Linked DNA regions of Gossypium hirsutum: all the other regions are linked to region 2. The links are chromatin contacts, called in public Hi-C maps. All regions are on one chromosome and are shown on one strand. Each heading gives the region's core, a stretch centred on a gene start, on an enhancer-like site or on the middle of the called end of the contact. The rest is flanking DNA. Distances are from core to core; before and after follow the strand shown. Region 1 holds the start of LOC107893736 (serine/threonine-protein kinase haspin homolog). Region 2 holds the start of LOC107893744. Region 3 holds the start of LOC107893735 (nuclear envelope-associated protein 2).

Region 1 (2,700 bases), core at 175-2,674, 140 kb after region 2:
TTTAGAACTTAATTATAAATTATTTGATCCCTAATTATATATGTCTAATCAGTCCCTTATCTAACCCGTTGAAACCAGAAATGAATTGCATGTAGAATCAAATGAATGGCAATGATGAAGTTAGAGAAATGGGTCATATTCACAAATGAATGCGTTTTCTCATTGAGTATAAAATGACTTGAGAATTAATTTAAGGTTTTCAAATTATTATTTAATTAATTATAATTAAAAAATGGAAATTCAAAAATAGAATTAAATTAGTTAGTCATTATGAATCCATTAAATAAGAAAATTAAATATATTTCCTCATAATTTTTTTATGGTACTCATGACTTTAACAGAATTAGAATTGGATTAAGAAAATTATTTAATTGAAAATTAATTTAGTTAATTTAATTAATTGAATAAATAATATATATTTTTAGAAATAAAAAAAAAACAAGCATGGGTTAATTTAAATTATAAAATATTGGATTAAAAGTTAAAAAAACACATATAATTGGATTCAATACATAAGAGGCTAAAAACTACTAATATTAAATGAAAGTGGTGACAACCCTAGTATTATTATTTAGGTGTGCCACCCACCCTACTATACTTAGAGTAGGAAGCATTTTTCATTAAAATAATATCATTTGTCTAAGCCTTGTACAACCAGGATTCTTTTATCTCTCTTTATATATAGATAGCATCGAACCTAATACACAAGCTTCTTGATTATTGAGTTAATGTTGTTCTACCATAAAATAGTGGTACTTTATTTACTTAAAATAAATTCTATTTTCTAGAAATTACAATCTTTATCGGTTTCTATTGAGAGAATTACTTTCTAACTGAAAGTAATAATATTGTTTCTTATTCTGTGTTTGGTTCGTATTGCTTGAGTCCGCACTCAACGCTATTTGTGGTACGATGATAGCGAAGAAGTGATGATAGCGAAGAAGGTTGTTCGGTTGAAATCTAGGGTTGACTTGAATCTGTCATGCACAAAGGATATGCACTTTTCAGTAAAAGTTTATTGTTATAAATACCACAAATCGACTCGATTTTGAAAATTTATATTTTATAAATCAAAATATTAATAATATATTTTTTATATTTTTATTAAAATATCATATAAGTAATGAACTTTAACCACATTAAATACATATTTTTTTTATTTTACAATATAATATTTAAAATGAACATTTTATTTCTTAAATTCACCTTTTGACAGCAATACTAAATATTTAAATCTTAAACTAAAATTTTCAAATATATTTATTTGAAACACTTTTGAAGAAGGAATAAGAAATTAGAAGAATAACCAATTTTTGCGTAATGGTTTTTTTTTTATTGTTGTGATGAATGATGATAGAGATTGGGCCATTTAGTCGTTGGGCTGAATGAAAGAGTGGGCATATGGATGAAGTGGTAATTGGACCAAAGCTCGTCTCCCACAGCACAGCAAAGCACAGCACAACCAATCCATGATCCCTTCCCGCCTCCCTGCATATTCAAATCACACTGTTTTCTCTCTCTTTTACGTAAATCTCCGTCTGTCTATATATCAATCAGGGGCTAAGTAAGATTTAATAATGGATGGCAAAGCAAAAGCAAGATCGGGCGGAGAGGTCGATCTTTGGTCAGAGATCATAGGAGCATCGGATCAACCATCCACAAACGCACCCTTAATCCAACCCGTTTATCAGAGAAGAAGACGAACATCTCACCCCACCCCCTCTGACTCAGACCACCCCCTGCTTCTGCAACCCACTAACAGCAATCGCCTCAGTTTCGCTGCTGCTAACAACAAGCGGGTCAGTTGGAATCGCTCACTTTCCATCAGGTTCCTTCTTTCCCTTTTCTCTTTTTTAACCAGCATTTATTGGGTATTATCCTAATTTTGCCTTATTTTAATTCCATTTTCTTTAAAGACAAAATTTTATGCTTCCTTTCTCTTTCATCTTCAAATTTACCTGCAAATTCAAAGAACCATTATTATGCTCAACAGCTACACGAGGAAAAAAAAACTATGCTACTTGTGCCTTACCATAGAATAGGATAAATTATTCTCACACTATCCAAGTTTGACGCTTCCCTGACTACAATTTAATGTTTGCCTGCTTATGCTGGTTATTTGATGTTCAGGGTTTCCTTTTTTCCCCCCATTTATTTTGTTTCGTTGTCTGCTCAAAAACCTTCAAATACGTTTTCAATGCTTTTTAGGTGGTGAGTTTTATTATAACTCAAATTTCTGCTTCATTCAGAGGGAGGATAAGCATTGCTGTTGCTCCTTGCTTGGCGAATCAACCACAACAAAAGCAGCCCAGGAGAAGGGGGAAACCGCCTGTTCCTAAAGTATGTCTGACACACCTTCTATTTCCTATTTCCCATTTTCTTTCTCTCCTCCCATTTATGCATAGTGTTCCCATCTTCACATTCTCAAGTCTCAACTTAGTTTCCTTTATTTCTTCTGTTGCTGCGCTACTCCTAATGTCCAAAACCTATCTAGTGTCTTGAGAAAGGTGCATTGGATACTTTGTCATTACAAATTAATTTCTCTGTTTGTTTACAGGGCAAGGCTGCAGAACAATCAAGCTTCGATAAGGAGAGAGCATATTTTCAAGAGGTTGATGCCTTTGAGTTATTGGAGGAAAGCCCATCACCAAAACACTTTGGGACATGGGCAACAGGCAATCAAACTGTCACTGATCCTAT
Region 2 (2,700 bases), core at 63-2,562:
TCGTGGGACTTTCTGCTGATAATAATCACTCGAAGATGATTATTGTTAGTTTTGCCATTTCATTCTTAAGGGTAATTTTGTCTTTGATGTGACTTGTTGCTGATATTAATCACTCGAAGGTGGCTTTCGATACAATTTCTTTTTTTGTTCTTAAGGATATCTTCCTATTTGATGCTTACATATTCAGTAAAACATTATACATAAACCAATTTAAAGTGGTTGGAGAAAAAAGAGCAGAATCTTATCTAATGAAAGCTTAATCTTTCAAGCTTCCCAGGGGAAGGGGGGAGGGGGATTTTACCAGAGGTTAATATCGATATGAAGTTTTTTTTTTTTCTCATGGTTAGCCTAGTTATAACTAAAGTGTCACAATCATTATTACATTAGTAGCTTGCATTCAGTAATCCTTCTGATTGTTTGAAATTTGAAACAGGTCCTCACTGGATCAATGCCGAAAGAGATCAAACACATTGAATCCTTGCTAAACGATTACAGTTATACAAAGGGTATGGAGGCCGCAACAGTATAAAAGCTGCAACCATTTGATTCTTCCTTGAAAATTGTTGGGCACAGATCACCACCTGTCAGAAAAGGAGATCATTTCTAAGCCTGTGTATATTTTGAACCCGAGACACAATATCGTTTTGTATATTATTCCAGTTTTCCTGCAGAACTGGCCGGTCATGCGTGCATCTATTTATACCCAAACTCTTGTCAATGAGAGTGCTCCATGTTTTCCATTTTGTGCTCAATATTTCCAGTAAACAAGGGCTATCAGCCAATTCTTTTCACCTTTGATCTGCAACTTTGTCAACATCTACTAATGGTTTTATATCGACGGTCAATGAAATTACCTGTATTCATGGGAAATAGATCCCTCTTTTGAATAATACTAGCTTTCAAAGGTTAAGCTCTTCATTTACTTAGCATAGTTCCGGCTCTGGGTGAGGAGAATGGTGACACTACTACAAAGTTGTATTACTGTGATCATCAATGACCTGCTTGTACAAAGCTAAGACACAACTTTCCCAGTGGCAGAGCAAAATATTAGGGATTGCTGCTTCCACCATTTGAGTAAATTCTTTGTATGATAATGTTTTTCACCTGCTGCTGTGCTTTGGGATGGTGAAATGATGATACAAGGACGTACAGGCTGATCATGTCATTTTCAATTTTCTTTGTTTTAATATCAACAAACGAAGTGGGTAAAATATGTATTAGCAGTGAAAGTTTACTGAATGGGGTAAATGTTTGGTCTTTAGGAGCTCCCACAAGTTTTTATGGTTCATGGTTCATGTTTATGACGCGATATGTTACTTCAAAAACTGGAATCCCCATCCCACGTAATTCACACTTGGCGTATTTCCTTGACAAAAATCCTTTTTTATCCTCCTAATTTCTGCAGGAAGTTTCCATGTGTATCTTATATTTTCATTAATACCTAAGAAAGCTACTAGCTACGCAGAATCTAATGCCCCTTTCTGTTCACCTAAATTACTCTCGGCTGTACCAGTTAGTTCACCTAAGCACTGCCACCTAAACCAGCAATAAGCAGCAGTCTGCCAGAATGGACCAGCCGTTATTTATGGCTTTACCCCAAAGCCCAGCCTTAATTTGAACAGGTCATTTTGGAGGCCATGCATGCCTGCCACTTGCCATAATGGCATTATCGAAATATTCTCCTCCCACAAGGGTGGATAAATAGCTTGACAACTATATCAACGCCCATCGTCTTTTGCCCCTTACTCAGCCATTAAGCATCTTCTCTAACAAGACAAGTATACACCAGTTTCAGGTTACAGAGAGGAGAAAAAAGATGTCTTTGGTGACAGAAGAGATCAAAGCCAGTGCTTCAGAAGTATACCATGGAGATGAGATCTGTCAAGTGAAATCCAAGTCTTTGCTGGAGGAGATGGGCATGCCCAGAGGGCTTTTGCCCTTGAAAGACATTGAAGAATGTGGATATGTGAAGGAGACAGGGTTCGTGTGGCTTAAACAGAAGAAGAGCATAACCCACAAGTTTGAAAAGATTGGGAAGCCTGTTTCGTATGCAACTGAAGTCACTGCAGTGATTGAGAAAAACAGGATAAAGAAGCTGAATGGGGTTAAGAGCAAGGAGCTTTTGATTTGGGTCACACTGAGTGATATCTATGTTGATGATCCAGCCACTGGCAAAATCACTTTCAAGACCCCTGCTGGGCTGTCCAGATCTTACCCTGTATCTGCTTTTGAGATTGAAGGCGAGGAATCATCCAAGGAGAAGAACTAGGACAAGGTGTCCCAATTTCCATTAGGAGAAGAACCCTTCATCTCTGGGTTAATTTAATATTCATGGTTTTGGATTGCTGTCATTTCCTGTTGAGTGTCTTTAACTAGTAGCATTACTTCTAGTAATCAATCAATATATAACAATTAAAAAAAAGAGGTGTTTACAGTTTCAATCTCGGAAAACTTGTTGCATTGCATGTTAGTACTACAACATATGCATTGTTGCTTCAACCTATTGGAAGCAACCCAAATTATTTTTAACTTAAAAATATGCTATTGTCTTGTTTGCCTATGTTTATTCGTTCTTTACTTTTTCAATTCTCATTTATTCTTTATCGGTCAAAGAGAATATATATATACACGTAAAAAAAGGCATTGGGGTTAAAGAGAATATATATATTATATTATATTGTTCTCTTTTGATCCTATTCC
Region 3 (2,700 bases), core at 122-2,621, 180 kb after region 2:
TGTGCCTTGCCTTTGTCTCCGCTTCCTGATTTAAAAAAATAATAATAATAATAATAAGAAGCGAATCAGGTTTACCAGTAAACAAGTTCTTGACCCCACAAAGAAAGACCCAAAAAGAGAAATATTCAAATGGGAACTGAAAGTTTAACACAAAAAGACACGGAAAAGGAGGCACCATCAGCAATCACATGCCTGTCTTGTTAGGGTTTCTTGAGCAAATGACTGCTCCTGCGACGCCAAACGGCTTCTAACCTCCTTCAACTCCGCCGCCAGCGACACCACGTTACGCCGGAAACTCTGCTTCTTCTCATTCAAATCCTTCAATAAAGGATCAAAATCCATAGAAGATGATGAAGACGGAAGGGATGATTGATTAGACACTGACATCAGGGATAGCACGCTCTTGATCCAACGGTGAGTTGAAGATCTGATCGTGAATGCATGCACAGACCCTTGAAGGGGGCAAAAAAAAAAGAACAGATGACTTAGGGGAAGAGTCCTAGTCTTTGGTTGTAGCAATCTGTGCTGCCATATCTGCATGTGAACATGGTGGTTGTGCATTTAATTCAAGTGGGACAGCAAGCAACAAGTTTGAAAAATATAAAGATATAATGCAATGATAATACTCACAAGATTTAAAAGAAGAATAAATATTTGGAAGCAATGAAATGGATGGAATAAATCTGGTCCAAGCGAAGAGAAAAAAAAAAAAGAGAATGCTAAATAGATGCTTAATGGAAGGAGAGCGATAGAGGTGTTTATAAACCACAACCATAACCATCTGAATAATAAAGTCTTGTAATTATTTATCAAGACATAGAGAGAGAAAAAGAAAGAGACTTGCAGAGAGAGATAGAGAGAGAACAGCTTTTTGAATTTGAAATATGCGGAAAAAATAAAATAAAATAAAATTCAAATTTGAAATAGTTTGAAAATGGAAAAAAAGAAAAAAATTTCTTGGGAAAGCGGAAAGAAAGATGAAACAGAAACAACGCTGTACTCGGAAGGAGAGAAAAGGCAAAGAAAAAAAACCCAGAAAATATTTTTGGCTTTAACAGAAAAACAAACAAAATAAAAGAGAGTGAGAATCATGATGGGCGGATTGAGCGAGGAAAAGAGTCACCAACCTATGGTAGGAGCTTCACTTCTCTTCTCTTCTCTTCACTGTATCTGTCTCAAAGCAAAGCAGAAATGAAATTTTTAACATGGGATTTGCGAATAAGCTTGTGCTCTGCTCTGTGAAATTTTCCCCCTAAGATGAGATCGGATCCGAGGATGTTTTAATTTTGTAATGGAAACAGAGGAAGGATTAGATTAGAAGGGATACTAATTGATTGATTAGTTCTTTCCAATTATTATTTGTTTTTTAATTAATTCATGGTCTTGAGTTATTTAGGTAATTAATATTTAATTATGTTTGGTCCTGATTCCGAACCTGGGGTAATGTGATAATGCCAAAATCCTAAGCTGTGTTTTGTAATGTGGTGGGTTCTGTTTGGCAGATTTGACATTTCACAATCTTTTTTTTTTTTTTTTCGGTTTCCCACTGACTCCAGCCGTGAAACGAGAGTAGCGCGGCAAATCCAAATTTTTGGTTAGCTGCTTGCTAAGCCTAAGGGGAATCTTGCCGCGTGGACTTCTTTCTCTATCATCCGTTCGATCTGTTTTTGTTACCTACCTACTAGTCACACTGTCACCTGCTTGGGCTTGGGCTCGGGCTCGGGCTCCGAGCCCTTTTCTGCTTAAATAATTATTTAGGCTGTTCCATTTCACTTCTTCATTCCTTTTTCATTTTTTCTTGGAATATATGGTAAGTTGTTAGTAAATTTTTACATTTCTTGAAAGATATGGTAATTTAGAGAGTTTCACATATTTTTTATGTTATAAATATTAAAATTTTGATTTTGATTAATTTTATCTATTTTAAAAAAATAAATACATCAAAAAATATTTTTTTACAATATAAAAATGGAAAAACTCTCTCTGATCCCCGATAACGTTTCCCCCCCTTAGGCAGTAAGCGGTGGCGATGGATCTCGATCGGATTCTGATCGTACGACTAAGAAAGTACGGTTCAAAGGTGGAATCGGAGAAGAAGACACTGAGATGGTGAAGACTCTGGATCGAGCCTAAAGATATCCTGGAAGGATAAACTTTTAGGAACCAATTCTGGAGGAATAGACGTTGGTAAGATGGGTCTTCTAGTCTAGATGTTGATGAAGATCTTGAGTTTTTAGAAGGAGACATTCACAGATCTGTTGTTAATGGTATTCCTTCCATTGACTTCTCTGAACGGATTCAAAATATTTTAGTCAAAGAGATGGAACTCACGGTAATATTGAAATTACTAGGAAGAAACATTGGCTATGAGGCTCTTAACAATCGTATTAGCAGTCTTTGGAACACTGCCAAGCCATTCCATCTCATGGATATTGAAAATGGATACTTTTTGGCTAAGTTCCAATCTTTCGACGATTACACTAAAGTTCTGGCGCAGGGTCCGTGGATGGTGTATGGACAATATTTAACAGTTCAACCCTGGACAAAAGAGTTTTGCCCTTCACAACCCTATCCAAGTTTAGTGTTGGCATGGATTAGACTACCTGGTCTTCCAGGTTATTTATACAAGAAGAAAATTATCAAGGTAATTGGGAATACCATTGGGAAAGTGGTTCACTTGGACTTTAATACTGATAGCAG

Evidence for each region. Hi-C and Micro-C count contacts between places; a contact is called where the count stands out from the background.
Region 1: a Hi-C map of leaf shows a contact between it and region 2, with 2.2 times the contacts expected there. The contact joins the promoter of LOC107893736 here to the promoter of LOC107893744 in region 2. A contact is called at or near these places in 3 of 34 Hi-C or Micro-C datasets (all in leaf).
Region 3: a Hi-C map of leaf shows a contact between it and region 2, with 2.3 times the contacts expected there. The contact joins the promoter of LOC107893735 here to the promoter of LOC107893744 in region 2. A contact is called at or near these places in 5 of 34 Hi-C or Micro-C datasets (all in leaf).

What each region holds. Positions count from the first base shown.
Region 1 is chrA13:80,468,815-80,471,514 of Gossypium_hirsutum_v2.1, forward strand. LOC107893736 (serine/threonine-protein kinase haspin homolog) reads left to right here and starts at 1,425. Exons shown (of 13, transcript XM_016818806.2): 1 at 1,425-1,828; 2 at 2,250-2,340; 3 at 2,558-2,700. The coding sequence starts at 1,578.
Region 2 is chrA13:80,326,100-80,328,799 of Gossypium_hirsutum_v2.1, forward strand. It overlaps LOC107893744, which reads left to right and starts at 1,313. Exons shown (of 1, transcript XM_016818814.2): 1 at 1,313-2,560. The coding sequence starts at 1,817. The coding sequence ends at 2,269. It overlaps LOC107893743 (intermediate cleaving peptidase 55, mitochondrial), which reads left to right. Exons shown (of 14, transcript XM_016818812.2): 14 at 434-910. The coding sequence ends at 529. It overlaps LOC107893742 (alkaline/neutral invertase A, mitochondrial), which reads right to left. Exons shown (of 6, transcript XM_016818810.2): 6 at 2,666-2,700.
Region 3 is chrA13:80,507,865-80,510,564 of Gossypium_hirsutum_v2.1, forward strand. LOC107893735 (nuclear envelope-associated protein 2) reads right to left here and starts at 1,372. Exons shown (of 6, transcript XM_016818801.2): 1 at 1,128-1,372; 2 at 193-534; 3 at 1-25. The coding sequence starts at 387.